Regions from separate parts of the Danio rerio genome. Here region 1 is linked to region 2. The links are chromatin contacts, called in public Micro-C maps. All regions are on one chromosome and are shown on one strand. Each heading gives the region's core, a stretch centred on a gene start, on an enhancer-like site or on the middle of the called end of the contact. The rest is flanking DNA. Distances are from core to core; before and after follow the strand shown. Region 1 has its middle 110 kb from the start of si:ch211-195o19.4. Region 2 holds the start of si:dkey-86e18.1.

What was found. A called contact is a pair of places that touch in the nucleus more often than the background predicts.
Region 1: a Micro-C map of caudal fin shows a contact between it and region 2, with 3 times the contacts expected there. The contact joins the enhancer-like site here to the promoter of si:dkey-86e18.1 in region 2. A contact is called at or near these places in 3 of 18 Hi-C or Micro-C datasets (caudal fin, hematopoietic stem cells and an unstated tissue).

The regions. Positions count from the first base shown.
Region 1 is chr20:16,988,556-16,995,797 of GRCz12tu, forward strand. No RefSeq gene overlaps it. Among named protein-coding and RNA genes, the nearest start is that of si:ch211-195o19.4, 110 kb to the right of the region's middle. Within about 2 kb of position 5,161, at least 7 of the 62 cell types and tissues checked have an H3K27ac peak or open chromatin away from gene starts, as enhancers often do. A contact at or near this core is called in caudal fin, where this site is marked.
Region 2 is chr20:16,788,440-16,796,020 of GRCz12tu, forward strand. It overlaps si:dkey-86e18.1, which reads left to right and starts at 4,647. Exons shown (of 5, transcript NM_001025491.1): 1 at 4,647-4,772; 2 at 4,930-4,970; 3 at 5,067-5,141. The coding sequence starts at 4,706. It overlaps caiap (CARD- and ANK-containing Inflammasome Adaptor Protein), which reads left to right. Exons shown (of 2, transcript NM_001025492.1): 1 at 1-244; 2 at 2,359-3,210. The coding sequence ends at 3,210.

The DNA.
Region 1 (7,242 bases), core at 3,911-6,410, 200 kb after region 2:
CACTTAAGAGTAAATGTAATGTTAATGGTAATTTCTTTTCGGCTTTATTAATCCGGGGTCGGCACAGCAGAATGAACCGGCAACTTATCCAGCAAATTTTTTACACAGCGGATGTCCTTCCAGTTGCAACCCATCCCTGGAAAACATCCATACACCCTTATTCACACTCATACACTGCAGACAATTTAGCATACCCAATTCACTTGTACCACATGGCTTTGGACTGTGGGAGAAACCGGATCACCCGGAGGAAACCCACGCGTACGCAGGGAGAACTTGCAAACTCCACACAGAAACGTCACTGACCCAGCCAAGGCTCGACCCTCTTGCTGTGAGGCGACAGCACTACCTACCGTGCCACTGCATCATATATATATATATATATATATATATATATATATATATATATATATATATATATATATATATATATATATATATATATATATATATATATATATATTATTATTATTATTATTAACCTTTAAAATCTAAATTAAAAATGCAAGTATAACACATTGATTTATTTAGCAAATACCATGAATTATATAAACGATAAATATATATAATAATAATATATAATAACATTATTTTAAAAAAAATCTAAGGCACATTGCATTAAATCACTGAGTCTGAGATATAATAAGAGCACTTACTGATCATGTTTAGGTAAATCCCTCGGTCTTGTGAAACCTGCTAAAAAAACAAATGCATGTTTAGTGTAACATCTATTTTGATCAAATCAACAGCTTGAATAGTATAAAATAAACAACACAAATAAAGCATTTCTAATTATTGGTACATAATAAACATAAACCATTTTATTAATATTAATATTATTAATATTATTTTGCAAGATACTAGTTTTCAGCATGAAGTGCAAAATAAAGGCGTAACCAAGTTAATAAAGTTAACTACGTTTATAGGCAAGTCATTGGATGTCAACTTTATTTGTTTTGTATCAGCCTGTTTTATTTTATTTTATTTTATTTTATTTTATTTTATTTTATTTTATTTTATTTTATTTTATTTTATTTTATTTTATTAACAGGAATGTCCCATTGAGATATGCATCTCTTCTACCAGGGGGTCCTGGCCAAAATAGTGGCACAAAAAGTTTAAGATACAAAACTAGACCCATAAAATATCCCATAAAAAATATATATATATAACATTCACACGAGTCTTCCAGGTAATTATTATTATTATTATTATTATTATTATTATTATTATTATTATTATTATTATTATTATTATTATTATTATTATTATTATTATTATTTATTTATTTATTTATTCATTTTTATTCATTTATTTATTTATTTTTTCATGTTTAGAGAAGGAATTGTTTCTAACATGATAACACTCTGATTTCGTTCCATAATGTAGGGCCAAAGGAGGACAACACTGTTTTACCAAACTTCGTAAATACTCTAGAAGCAGTGACATGCAATTCATAAGAAATTTGTGTACTATAACTAACTAACTAACTAACTCTTTTATGATAAAAGGTTACAAATATAAGTTGGCTAATTACCAAATAATGCCCTAGCAGTGAACAGAGGCATATGCATATGGATGCTGTCTCAAGCATACTACAGCTCAATAAATTACATCATTATTAATTCATTATTTAATCAAGCATTATCCTTAATCATTAATAAATACCTCAGGCCTAATTTTACAAATGTTATTTGGCAAATGGCAATACTTTTTTCTTACATATATTTCTAAAAACATAAGACCTTTATACATTTTGATGCACATTGATACATAGAAACTTGAAACATAACTTAATGGACCACATTCAAGATTATAGATGCCCAAACTAGGGCCCACGAGCCTAAGTTGGCCTATGGTAACCTTTGATTTGGCCCTCCATCCTATTTGAGAAGAAAGGGAGAATTGTGTGAATTGAGTGTTGGGGTTAATGCCTTTAATACACACTTTCATGTCTAATTTTTGTCTAAACTTGGTTTGTTTTATTGTTAAGTTGCAAAAAAGCAATTTTTTTCAATCCAATATTTAATTAATTAGTTAATTAAGTATATATATTTTTATTGAACATATTTTTGCTTATTGTATAGACCACAATTGAGAAATCCTCAGTGAATTAAGAATTAGTAAATATGGTTAAAGTAAGGGTTTTTATTTATTTTGAAATGAATGAAGAAATTGTTACATTATAATACAGTTGGATATATTTACTTTTGGCATATTGCCATCAATCAAGTTAGGTTTTGTGCCCTTCATAAGAAAAAGTTTGGGCACCCTTGTTCAAGATCATGCTACTGAAGCCCCTCACGAAACCTATGACGTACAAATGTCTATTTAAAAACACTAATACTTTTTGGAACCACATTAAAACTGTTAATGTTATCAATATATTCATTGCAAATGTCCAACAAATCTGACAAGTAATGGAGAAAAAAAATGTTTTATTTATAAACTCATATTAATTAGCATTATATGTAGAAGTGTTGAACAATGATGATTAATCATGACTTGTATTATTAAGATGTTTTTTTCTTTATTTTTGCTTTGTTACAGTTCAGGTACACTTCAGTAAAAATGTTTAATAAAGCATTGAAAGGATTAATAAAACTAATGACATTTATTTATTTATTTATTTATTTATTTATTTATTTATTTATTTACAAAAAATTAATTAATTCATTTATTTATTTATTTATTTATTTATTTATTTATTTATGTGTTTGTTTGTTTGTTTGTTTGTTTGCTTGTTAGTTAGTTAGTTAGTTAGTTTGTTTGTTTATTCATTTATTAACTCTGTTTGTTTGTTAGTTTGTTTGTTTGTATGTTCATTTATTCATTCATTCATTAAATTATTTGTTTGTTTGTTTGTTTATGTATTTGTCTATTCATTCATTTATTTATTTATTTATTTATTTATTTATTTATTTAAAAATAATACCAAGTAGAAGCATTTCTAAAGAAAAATAATAAAAAATACAGTGAAAAATTCCCTTTCTGACAAACATAATTTGGGAAATATTTGGAAAAGAATTAAAATTTCACAGGAGTGTAAGGGACTTTAACTTTTGCATAACTTTTTTCAAGTAGCAAAAAATATATATAAATATATAACATTGTGCAATTTTGAAAATTGTAGCATTTTAGAATTAAATCTTTATTAAAAAATGAATTTAAAGAAAAACGTTTTCATGCTTTGTTTTTTCCGTCTTTGACATAGATAAAACAATTTTACAATAAACTATTTTATTTCTATGTTGAGTCACCATTTTGTCTCTGTAGCGTTCAATTTGGTCCAAAAATGAATCAAGATACATAACATGGCAATGATGAAAGTGATGAGAAATACCAGACACACTCATTCTGATAGACATGGAAAATTCCATCGCCATCAAATCAACAGAATCACAAAAAAAACACTTCCATTGGCCGGAGCAAAAGGGCAGTAGTGGAAGATGTGGGTTGTAGAGGCCTCTATAGTGAGAAAGTGGAACACCTTTGCCCAAGAAAATGCTCTTTCTCAGGACCTGGCACAGCGATAGAATGCACATCTCGTGTGTGGGCACTTGAGAAAAGGGGGCAATGAAACATGAAACTGGAACTTTACCAACCTGTTCACCCTTGAACCACTAGCCAGATCATTCAGATGTTTTTTGTGGGTAAGATCATCTGATATTACAGCTTTATTTAGCTTCCAAAAAGGGTCTCTTACTCTTAAAAATGTCATTGAAAAAACATTTTTAGTTCCCGAGGAACCTTTTCTTAAAGCTTTTTATAGTTTGAAGATCTTTTTGTGCAATAAAGAGCTTTTACATGGATTTTAAATGATCTTTATAAAACCACTGATGCCGGAACCTTTTTCTTTAAGGTGGGTCACAGGCCTACAGTATTTAAACAGTGGAAGTTAGATGACCTTAACACTAACTCTGCACCCTTTATTCATTTTAGGGATACATTTTACATTTTGTGTCCTTCCATTTATTTTTATCTCTTTTTTTATTTATTATTGAAACAGTGGCATTTAAGCTAAAATATGGAATGCAACTAAATTTTGGACTACAGACTAAGCGAATATAAAGTATGTATAATAATTATTTGGGTATTCAGGAAGTGGCTCACTGTCAAGTTTTTAAAAGTTTAAAAATAAGCGTCTCCTGCTCACCAAGGCTGCATTTATTTAATCAAAAAGTACAGCACCAAATTTTGAGTAGTGAAATGTTATTGCACTATAAATAACATTATGTTATGTTCAAAAGTAGTTTATAATTTAATTTAATAGTTTACTCTAATGATTTTAAAGATTTTTTTTATATTTTCAGCTCCATTTATCCAGTCATCAGTGTCACATGATCCTTCAGCAATCACTCTTACTATTAGTATTAGTATTAATGTTACCATTATTAATGGTAAAAGTAATAAAGGCAATAATGACTGGAGTAATAATTTTATTTGAAACTACATATAATAAGAAAGCAGTTATTTAAAGTGTTAATAAATATGTTTTTTTGTTCTTTTCTTTTTTTACATTTAATAGATGCCACCTTAATAAACATAATAATTTTCTATGGAAACAAATAGGGATAAAAACATAGATATGTTGCACTCAAAAAGACTCTTTATGGGATTTTGTAACAATTTTAAAGACTTTTTAAGGTAATAAGAAAGCAAAAAAATTTTTTACATTTGCAGGTTAAAACTTATTCCACAAAACATCACTTATAATGAAGGGAAATCTTAAACTTAAACTTTAAAATGTTCCAATTATACTACGCAAATGAATGCTTTAAAAAGTGTAAACTAAAATGCTTTTTCAAAAACTGTAATTGTAAATGTATTTATTTACATTGTTAGTTACTTAGTGACACTGCACTAAATATAATGCACGTTTGTCATGTGTGTACTTTTTTTTTTAATTGACGCACAATGGTTAAAAACAAAGGCACAGAAAGACACATCAAATGTTACCAGGGGTTTCCCAAAAGGGACATGCCAAGGCAAAGCTCAAATACAGCGTTCTCTGAAGCATAACACGACCACAATAAACACCTCAGATACAAACTGAACCAACCAAACACCTGCTGTTTAAACCATGCAAAAACTCTACATACTTTCTGTAAAGTTCACCTGGGGTGAGTGACAGGTCTTATAAACTTCATCCACCTACCGTTACCATAGTCAACACTGCCCTCTAAAGGACATCGTTTAAAATATCGAACGACACTAAAATCACCGTTGATGATAAAGAACTTTATTAATAAAGGAAACGAGCCCTTACCTGAGCTTTGCTGGGTCCAGGCTTCTGGTGGAAAAAGATGTTGAAACTGAATGCGGCGCAGGCGGCTGTAAACAGACCCTGGATGAGGAGAAACGTGACGGATCTCCGGGTGCTGCTGCAGCGGCATCTCGCGCTGCCGCCGCCCGCCTCCAAACTCTCTGGAGCATCCTTTGAGTCCATTCCGGGTGACGGACGGAGTGACTTTGACTGCCTTCGGAAGAGACTGCGCTATTTATCATGTCGAAAAAAGCGGAGGAGGGAGCAGACCGAAACCCCGAAAAAAACATCCCCATCCAACGCATCGAGCTGGAGGATGCTCTAGTTTAGATGTTTGGCTTATTCAGACCGATAGCCTCAATGTTTTCACACACGCTTACCTCAAGTTTTCCCGGCTGATGCAAAGTGAATGCCATCTAACTGCTTCTTAGTAACGATGAAAAAATAAATAAATAATAATAATAATAATAATAATAATAATAATAATAATTATTATTATTATTATTATTATTATTATTATAGTTATTATTATTATAGTTATTATTATTATTATTATTATTATTATTATTATTATTATTATTATTATTATTAATTGCAATTTTCACAAAAAAAGTGGCGGCTTGTCATGTCATTTTTAAGTTCATAAAATGGCTGTCAGTTGTGCAGTCCATCTACCGGTCAGACCTTCACATTTATTTATAAATTACACTAAATAAGTATTATGCTATCCACAGATTAATTTATAAAATAGACTGAATAATCAGTTAATTTGGAATAAGTTTAAATATTTTTAAACATTCTTTTATTTTCATTAAACCTCAGTAAAATGTTAAATGGTTTTAAAAAATAAAATGGCAACACGCTGTTATTTTTAGGTGCTGCGTAGGCTAATATCATTGCGCCTGCTGCAGACATGGAAGGAAAGTTCTTTGATTATTACATCAGAAGTAGGCCTATAGTTTTTTGACATATTGACCTCGAAAATAGCAACTTTTTATTTTCTGTCAGTCTTACCCTGTAACTACACAAGAGTCAAGCTTAAACAGGAATATTATCGAAAGTCTTTTTTTTAAACGAACAATGTGCTAATGGTCTAATCTGATTCAATGATCTATGCTAAGCTAAGCTAAAAGTCCTCCGACCAGACCCAGAGATCAGCTGAAAGAATTCAAGTAAAACTCAATTTTACTATTAAATCACATTAAAGTTACCACAACTTGATATGATCATTATTTATTTGCTGGCAAGCTTAATCTCACGTTTGACATGTGTTGTAGTAATTTTGAGTTTGTTTGGCTTTTCAAACAATTACCAAAACTTCACACATTCTTAAAAACATCTCCTTTACACAGCAAAAAAGTGATAAATTAACTATTTTCATTTGGGTAAATTTCAACATGATATGACAAGATGGTACACCACACTACCCGTAGAAAGTTTGGATTTTCTTTTTTCTTTTTTTAGCCCTTAGCTGCTCCACCAAGAACACACTCAATGATTTATTTTCAGATCCCATAATTTCCAAAATATCAGCCGGTAAAAGTACCGAAATCAATATTTTTAAAAAATCTGAAGTGTAAGAGCAATTTATTTATTTATTTTTTTTAAATAATCAAATAAAAAAGTTTTGAACACTACATCATTTTTATTTTTTGTAGTATGCCATCAAATATTTCAGATTCTTAATTTACATGTTCTCTTTTTTTACGATAAAACCAAAATCAAGTGTAATAGTGCAACACGATTGTGTTTTTTTTATTTTGTTGTAAACCAATAATGCTGTGTGTGTAAACCATTATTTATAACAGTCAGTCTTTAAATGAATTTAACAGTCATTATTTAAAACAGTCCGAATATGATCAACCATTTGGTTGAACGGGCAGTTCAAGGGTTAAACATTCATTAAGGACACATTAAATTGAAAGTGACAATAAATGAATTTATAATGTAATTAATCTTTAAGGTTAAGCACTAAT
Region 2 (7,581 bases), core at 3,397-5,896:
GGCTCTTTTTAAAGCGGTTCAGAGGAACTTGGATGCGGTCGTGGCTGCACTTATTGAGCACGGTGCAGATGTCAATAGCTGCAATGAGCTTGGATACACACCTGTGCTTCTGGCTGCAGAGCTGGGAAATGGGGAGGCTTTTAAAGTGCTGGTCTCCAAAAAGGCCAAGCTGGATGAGAGACTGCCGAACCAGATGTCCAGTCTTCATTTGGCTGTTCAAAGCGGCAGCATACAAATAGCGCAGGTAAATTTAGCTGTATATATAACTGTTAAAACAGAATAGTTTGTATAGTTTGTTTATAAACCTATATTTATATCTGTATGTGTTTATGTAAAATGTGACTTTGGACCATAAAACCTGCATTATGTTGCACAGGTACAATACATTGTATGGCTCAAAATTATCTAAGCTAAAATTATTAGAATATTAAGTAAAACTCATATTCCATGAAGATATTTTGAAATTTTTTATGGAAACATATCAAAACTTGCTTCTTGATTAGTAATGTGCATTGTTAAGCATTAATTTGGACAACTTTAAAGACAATTTCTTAATATTTCGATGTATTTCTTATTTTTTAAACCCTCAGATTGCAGATATTTTAGTAATTGTGACTCTGCCAAATATTGTCCTATCCTAGCAAAGTATACATCAATGAAAAGTTTATTTATCCAGTTTTCAGGTGAAAAAATGACACTTATGATTGGATTTGTGGTACAGGTTCACAAATAATAATTTGGTTGCTTAAACTATAGCTATTTGATTTTATGCATATAATTAGATTGCATAATTTTCCATAGTTTATGAAACAAAACAGGAATGTAAAACATAAAAAATTTATAAAAACATGCCTATTATTGACAAATGAACTAATTCCTGAAAAGGAGCATCTTGTTTTGGCAACACGGTGGCACAGTAGGTAGCACGATTGTCTCACAGCAAGAAGAAAGCTTGTTAAAGTCCTGGCTGGGTCAGTTGGCTTTTCTGTGTGGAGTTTGCATGTTCTCCCCATGTTTGCATGGTACCCCACAAGTCCACAGACATGGGGTACAGGTGAATTACGTAAGCTAAAATGGCCGAAGTGTATGTGCGTGATTGAGTGTGCATGGGTGTTTCCCAGTAGTGCAGCTAAAGCGCAATGCAATGGGATTGCGGCTGAAAGGGCATCCACTGCGTATGCTGGATAAATTGGTGGTTCATTCCGCTGTGGCGACCCTGAATTAATAAAAGGACTAAGCCGAAAAGAAAGTGAATGAATGAATGAGTCACTTAGTTTAATAAGTTACAATGACCAAAAACTTATGCTGTCATGACTAATTTTTTACAGTGTACATCTAAACTACAGTACTGATATTTTGATGGTTTTGCACGAACCGCTAAAGTAGACAATATAAAAGTCCTGTAACAAATGTCCATAAATGACAGTAAACTTATAAATGCCCTTAAAATATAATGTTAAGACTCTGTGACAACTTCTGCCTTATAGGGATAATTCACCTAGAAATTACATTTTACTCACTATTTACTTCAAATAATGATATTTTAAACCATTCTAAGTTTTTTTCTTCTTCTTTTGAACACAAAAGAAAACCTGTAACCATTGATTTCCATGGTATTTGATTTTCCTACAATGGAAGTCAATGGTTACAGTTTTTCAGCCTTCTTTAAAATGTTATTTTGTATTTCACAGAACTCAGGGAAACAAAGAATTCCGGTCCAGATTTGGCAAAGAGCTGGCACACCAAGCATTCATCCGGCACTGGCATACAGCATGTGGGCCAAACATGGCCTGGTTTTGTCAGAGGTGCCACCGTCTTTAAGGCAGCACACAAGACTTGAGCCAGATGCAAAATGTAGCATTTGCCCCAGATGTTTAAAATTGATATCTGGGCCACGTAAGTTTGGCCTATCTTGACCCACATTTAAATACATATAAATTATTTTTGAGTAAAGTAAAAAATTCTACGAAAAAAATATAGCAGCTAAAGCGCTGTGCAATGGGTCACCAACATATCTGGCCTATTTCAGGCCCAGTTATGGATTATTAACTTGGCTGAGACTTAGCCCAGATATGGTTAATGTTTAGCTGCTCTATGGACGCCAGACTTGGTCCAGCCATGTACAGTACCATAATTCACTGTGAGATGAGCTGCTGGTGTGGGCCAGAAAAAAATAAGCTATGTGGAAAGAAAGAAACTCTGAAAAGTTTTTAAAAAGAAGTAAACAGCGAGTAAACGATGACAGCATTTTCAAGTTTTCAGAATTTTAGGTGAACTATCTGTTTAAGGTCAGCACAAAGTGCATGTTAAATTTAATTAATATAATAAATAAATCTGTAACCTTCTATTCCACCATAGATATTGTTGCATAAGGGCATAGACCCCAACATCAGTGGCCCTAAAGATCAGACTCCTCTCCATCTCAGTGCATCCCATAATCAGCCAGCCATGATGGCACTGCTACTGCGTGTGGGGGCTCAGCTCAATCCCGTCACCCAGGATGGATTCACTCCACTGCACCTCGCCAGCCAAAATGGCCACACTGAAGCAGTCGCCCAACTGCTAGAGGCCAAAGCCGATGTCCATGCCAAAGACAAACAGGGAAGAACAGCCTTGCACTGGGCGGCAGAACAAGGAGAAGTGGCCATCATACAATCACTTCTCGCTGCTGGAGCGTATTCAAATGCCTCAGAAAGAGAGAAGAAAACCCCATTGCATCTGGCTGCAGCGGAGGGACACACTAAGGCAGTTTCAGCACTGTTGGCTGGTAAAGCTAAAGTTGGAGCTAAAGACATGGACGGCTGCTCACCACTGCATTACGCTGCTCGAAACGGAAAGGAAAGAGCAGGCAGTGTTCTTCTCGCATCGAGTAAGAGCAAGAATGTGGATGATAAGAACGTGTGGAGGAGGACTGCTCTGCATTTAGCTGCAGAGCATGGTCATGAGGCGCTGGTTGGCATTTTACTGGAGAATAAAGCAAAGATTAACGCCCTGGATAACAATAAAGACACACCACTTCACTGTGCTTGCAAGACTGGGCATTTGGGAACGGTACAGAGACTGATCAACTGGACAAATGGAGAACGGGCAAATCTTCAGGCTACTAATAATGTGAAGAAAAACGCACTTCAGGTGGCTGAAGCAGGGGACACAGAGGCCCATGAGAACATAAGCACCCTGCTGAAGAAGAAGATGTTCCTTGTAAAATGAAGGCGCTGAATGTTACAGGAGAAACTAAATTGTAATCTTGAACGTGTTTGATGAAAACGTTTGCTCAGCTGTTTTTGAATCAGTAGATATCAAACAAGCTAACAGAATTTTTTACTTTTATCCAGATATATTTGTCTCATGAAAAATGCACTTTCACTCATAAATTAAGTTTTCACCAAAATAGACGAACCGTTTCAACATTTTTTTGTGTATGCAAGTACTTCACAGTACTTTAAAATACTCAAAAATGTATCTGTCAGTGTGTTAAAATATTACATTTGATTTACAGAAGTCCCACAAGTGGCAAATTCAGATCTGTCACATTCATATCGGAGAGATGTCACATCCATAGCGAAGCTTTTACCTCATAAATGAAAGCATGTCAAATAAAATAAAATCAATCATGTTTGTTCTACAGAGAGCCAACTCTTATTCTTTTTGATTAGCATTATTTCTTTTGGGTTGTGCAGTTTAATTCACAGAAATTCTATAAAGTAGGTTGTAGACTGTAAACGTGCAGACTTTATTGTCACATCCATAACACATGTTTATTTTACTGAATGTTTAAAGATTTTCTGATCTTATAATAACTGTGGTTAGTAGTTTTACCAAATATAAACAGATGTTTCAATATAATGTTAACATATAGCCTACTGTTTATGCGAATTTATGTTTTGAGCTTTTACTGCAAATATCACATTCATAACGCTGGAATTGCTCAGAATTTTTTCATGTAGTTACACAACGGAAACCACACAATATTTCGCTAAACTAACATGGTGTGTTGTAAACCTAACTAAACTAGAATGGTAGTTCATATTAAATATTTGTTCCCAAAAAGACTTTTGATATAGTAAAACCACAGTTAATCTTAATAAGCGTTTGAAGCTCAGCAGAAATATTTTACACAATTTTCTAATGAATTCATGGTTTTGTCAACAGGTGTCACTCTAACACAGCATTTGAAAACCTTGTAAACAATGTCCGTAACAATGTCTAAAGTATATTATTACTAATAATATTATTACTAATAATATTATTACTATATTAATACTATTTATAAGTTTAGATAACTCACAACATTTTAAGTAAGCCCGTGTAAACATACAAACGTGCTATAGGTTAAAGATTATTTGGTCTGTAAAGAACTTGCTTAATTAAAGACTTTTCCTCCAAATGTGTTCAAATGACACTTTCCCACTATTTTATAGAGAAATAACTTCAGTTTTGGGAAACGTCTGTTTTAAAGTAGTTTTGCTGAAATCATGCACAACGCAACTTTAAGAGGAAATAAAATGCGTTTGAGTAATTGGACTTTTGCCTGAAAACATGCCATCAAATCAAAGGAACTACTAGTTTCTGCAAAACTGATGTAAAACCAATATTTTACTTTAAAAAAGGTGTTGAATAAAGAATTGACGAGCATACCTTGTCACGTGACCGTCTGTCTATCCACTCTGTCACGTGACGCCCTGTTGACGGAAATGCTGCAGGAATGGCGAGAAACGAAGAAAAACAGCTGGGAAAACTGAACCGACTGTGGTTGCAGAAAGAGAGAGACGGTATGAAACCCGTTTATAACCGGTTGAACTGACACTACTGTAAAATAACAAATGAAATACTGCAAAATAAAAAAGCAGTCGCTTGAATGTGTAAGCCACATTTCTCTCACTCGTTTGCACGTGGTCAGTGTGTGGTAATGTGTGTTTATTTTTTCAGAGGGTCGAATCAAAGATGTCCATGAGCCCAGACCAAAGCTTGTAAGAAATCTATTTCATATATTTCATATTACTTCAACCCGATTGTCAGCCATTAAGTAACAGTCATGTAATTTTAATGGACTTTTTGACACGCAGGCAACGTTAAATTCAGCGGCAGCAGTAAAGAAGTGGATGCCAAGCATCAAGAAGGAGATCAAGTACTATCTGCAGGTATTGACGCTGCAAAACATGAATGGATAGGTAACGTTAGTACCATTTACCGAACACCGCTATCTATGGAACAAAATCAATGCCTAAAGTCTTGAATTAAAAAGCTTGTTGAATATCACAAACTGAAAAAAATAATACACCGTATTAACAAGTTCTTGCATTTTAATGACTTGAATTCCAGGGTTTGTATTTTTAGGTCCTGAAATTTAACATACCTGTTTATTTAAGCTGTGAATATTTCAACGAAAAATATTTCAAACACGTTTTCATACTTAAAAATTCAATAATTCATATTCAATTTTCAGATTTCACTTAAAAAATATTCAATACCCTTTAAAAATACGATGTATAATATTCAAAAGGTAATTTTCAGTTCATTTTATTTCAGTTCTTATATTCGCTTCCATAAATTCAGTGGATCAAATTCGACTGATAAATTTCAACATTACATCCGGGAACTGCAGGAGAAGCAATAGATTGCAGAGTGAAGATCGCAGCTGCTCTAGCTTTCACCAGCAGGTGGAGATGGAATAATGTAAGATTTTTAACCCAGTAAACAGGCGAGAAAAAGGCTAATAAAGGCAAAAAAAGTAGCATTCAATTTTAATACCAATGCCTTGGACATTATAAATAATAAAAAGTATGAGTAAAATGAGTAAATGAGGTTTTAGTCATCTATATTTGCCCTTATGTAACGGAAGCCAGCTGGTGATCGCGTAAAGCTCACTCCTGATCCAGGGACAGACGTTGTTCTGCAATCTTATCGGAGCTTGTCTCCCATGCTGGCTCGTTACCTGCTCGGACCGGTGCGGTTATGTGCACATAAACCGTCTTTTGATGAATATGATGTTACTTATTGTCTATCTTTATTGACTCTTTCTTCCATAGACGCTAAGTATTATATTGACAGCTAAAGAATATAAACGTATGAGAAACAGGAGAGAAAATATAATAATAATAATACAAAATAGATAAACATTGACAGGGCTAAGAACAATTACGATCAAAGATTTTCAAAACCAGAGAGATTTTATGAGAATGTCACAAAACAGTTTACTTGGAAATGTTAAACAGAGTTCAGGTATGATTTAAGGTTGGTTATGGATGGGGCGTCTAATTTAAAATAATTTAACATGATAATGCATTAAAGGAGCGTCTTCAGTTTTTCACACAGAACCGTCTAATATGGCATAACTATAAGGAGTATTGTTTGCGCTGTTTAAACGCAGCTATGTCAGGATTGGGATAGGTTATACATTTTCATCATTTAAATTATTATTATGATTGTTAATATTATTATTGTATGACATTTATTTGGGCTATTGCGCTTAAATAAGTCATCTGTGATTCTAAATTAATATTTCTATTTATCCTTTTATCACTCTGCCTGTCTTTCTCTTCTTTTTTCTAATTTTTGGGGTTCTGCCACGGTTAAAAGTTTGCAAAATGTCTTAGTTTGTCCAGATTATTGTTTATGTAGCCTATAGGCGAGAAAAAGGTATTAACGCAAAAGTGGCAATGTCGCAGACAATGATAAGTAATAAAATGAGTCGCTTGTGGTTTGATAATAGGCAGTTATAACTGACTTTAATTTGTTTTCAGTATTAAATGAGAAAACCGTTATTTATAACTTTGCAGCGACCGTTTGTATTTTATGATTAGCAATGTTGATCTTTTTTGCAGTTATTAAACATATAAACTTATTTAAACTGGTTTAAATTTAATATAGTTGTCACTTAAGCTAGTTTCAAGATTAATGTTTAGAATGCGTGGTTTGACATGCGTGATTAAGGGGTTCCTGCAATGCAGCTCAATGTTCATCATTATGGGGTATTACTGAGCTTTAATCGCCATCTACTGGAGAGAATGTATTTGCTCATTTATTCTATTAACTCTTTTCTGCAAGTCTGTTTTATGATTTCACGAAGTCAAACCATTATGTTTTTATTTTATATTTTGAGATGATCATATTTAAATAAACAATTGCTAGGGTAGCTAATAGTTTCTTTTTTCTTGTTTTTTAAAAAAAAAAAACAGTAGCCTATAAAATCATAATTTTTGCTTGACAAAGTTATTGGTTTAGGATTCTGGATGCATTTTTGCTGTGTTGGAAGCTCACACCAATCAATTATATTATCAGAAATGACAGATATAAGAAATCCATTAATATTCATCACTTTTTACAATTATACAAGCAATTTCTCGCCGACGTCAGCTCCACTTTCGGAAATGGTAAACAGCGAGGTGTTATTCATATAAGCCCAAGCATGACATATGTCATGATTAATATAATAATCGAAACACTCTTGTAGGCTATTCTTATGCTTGGCCAAATGTCATGACTTTCACTTTCATTTTACATTATTATGCACAAGCCCAGATATCATCTGAAACTTTGGAAGAATTCCTATCATATATTGGCAGCCATCAAGCCTCTCTT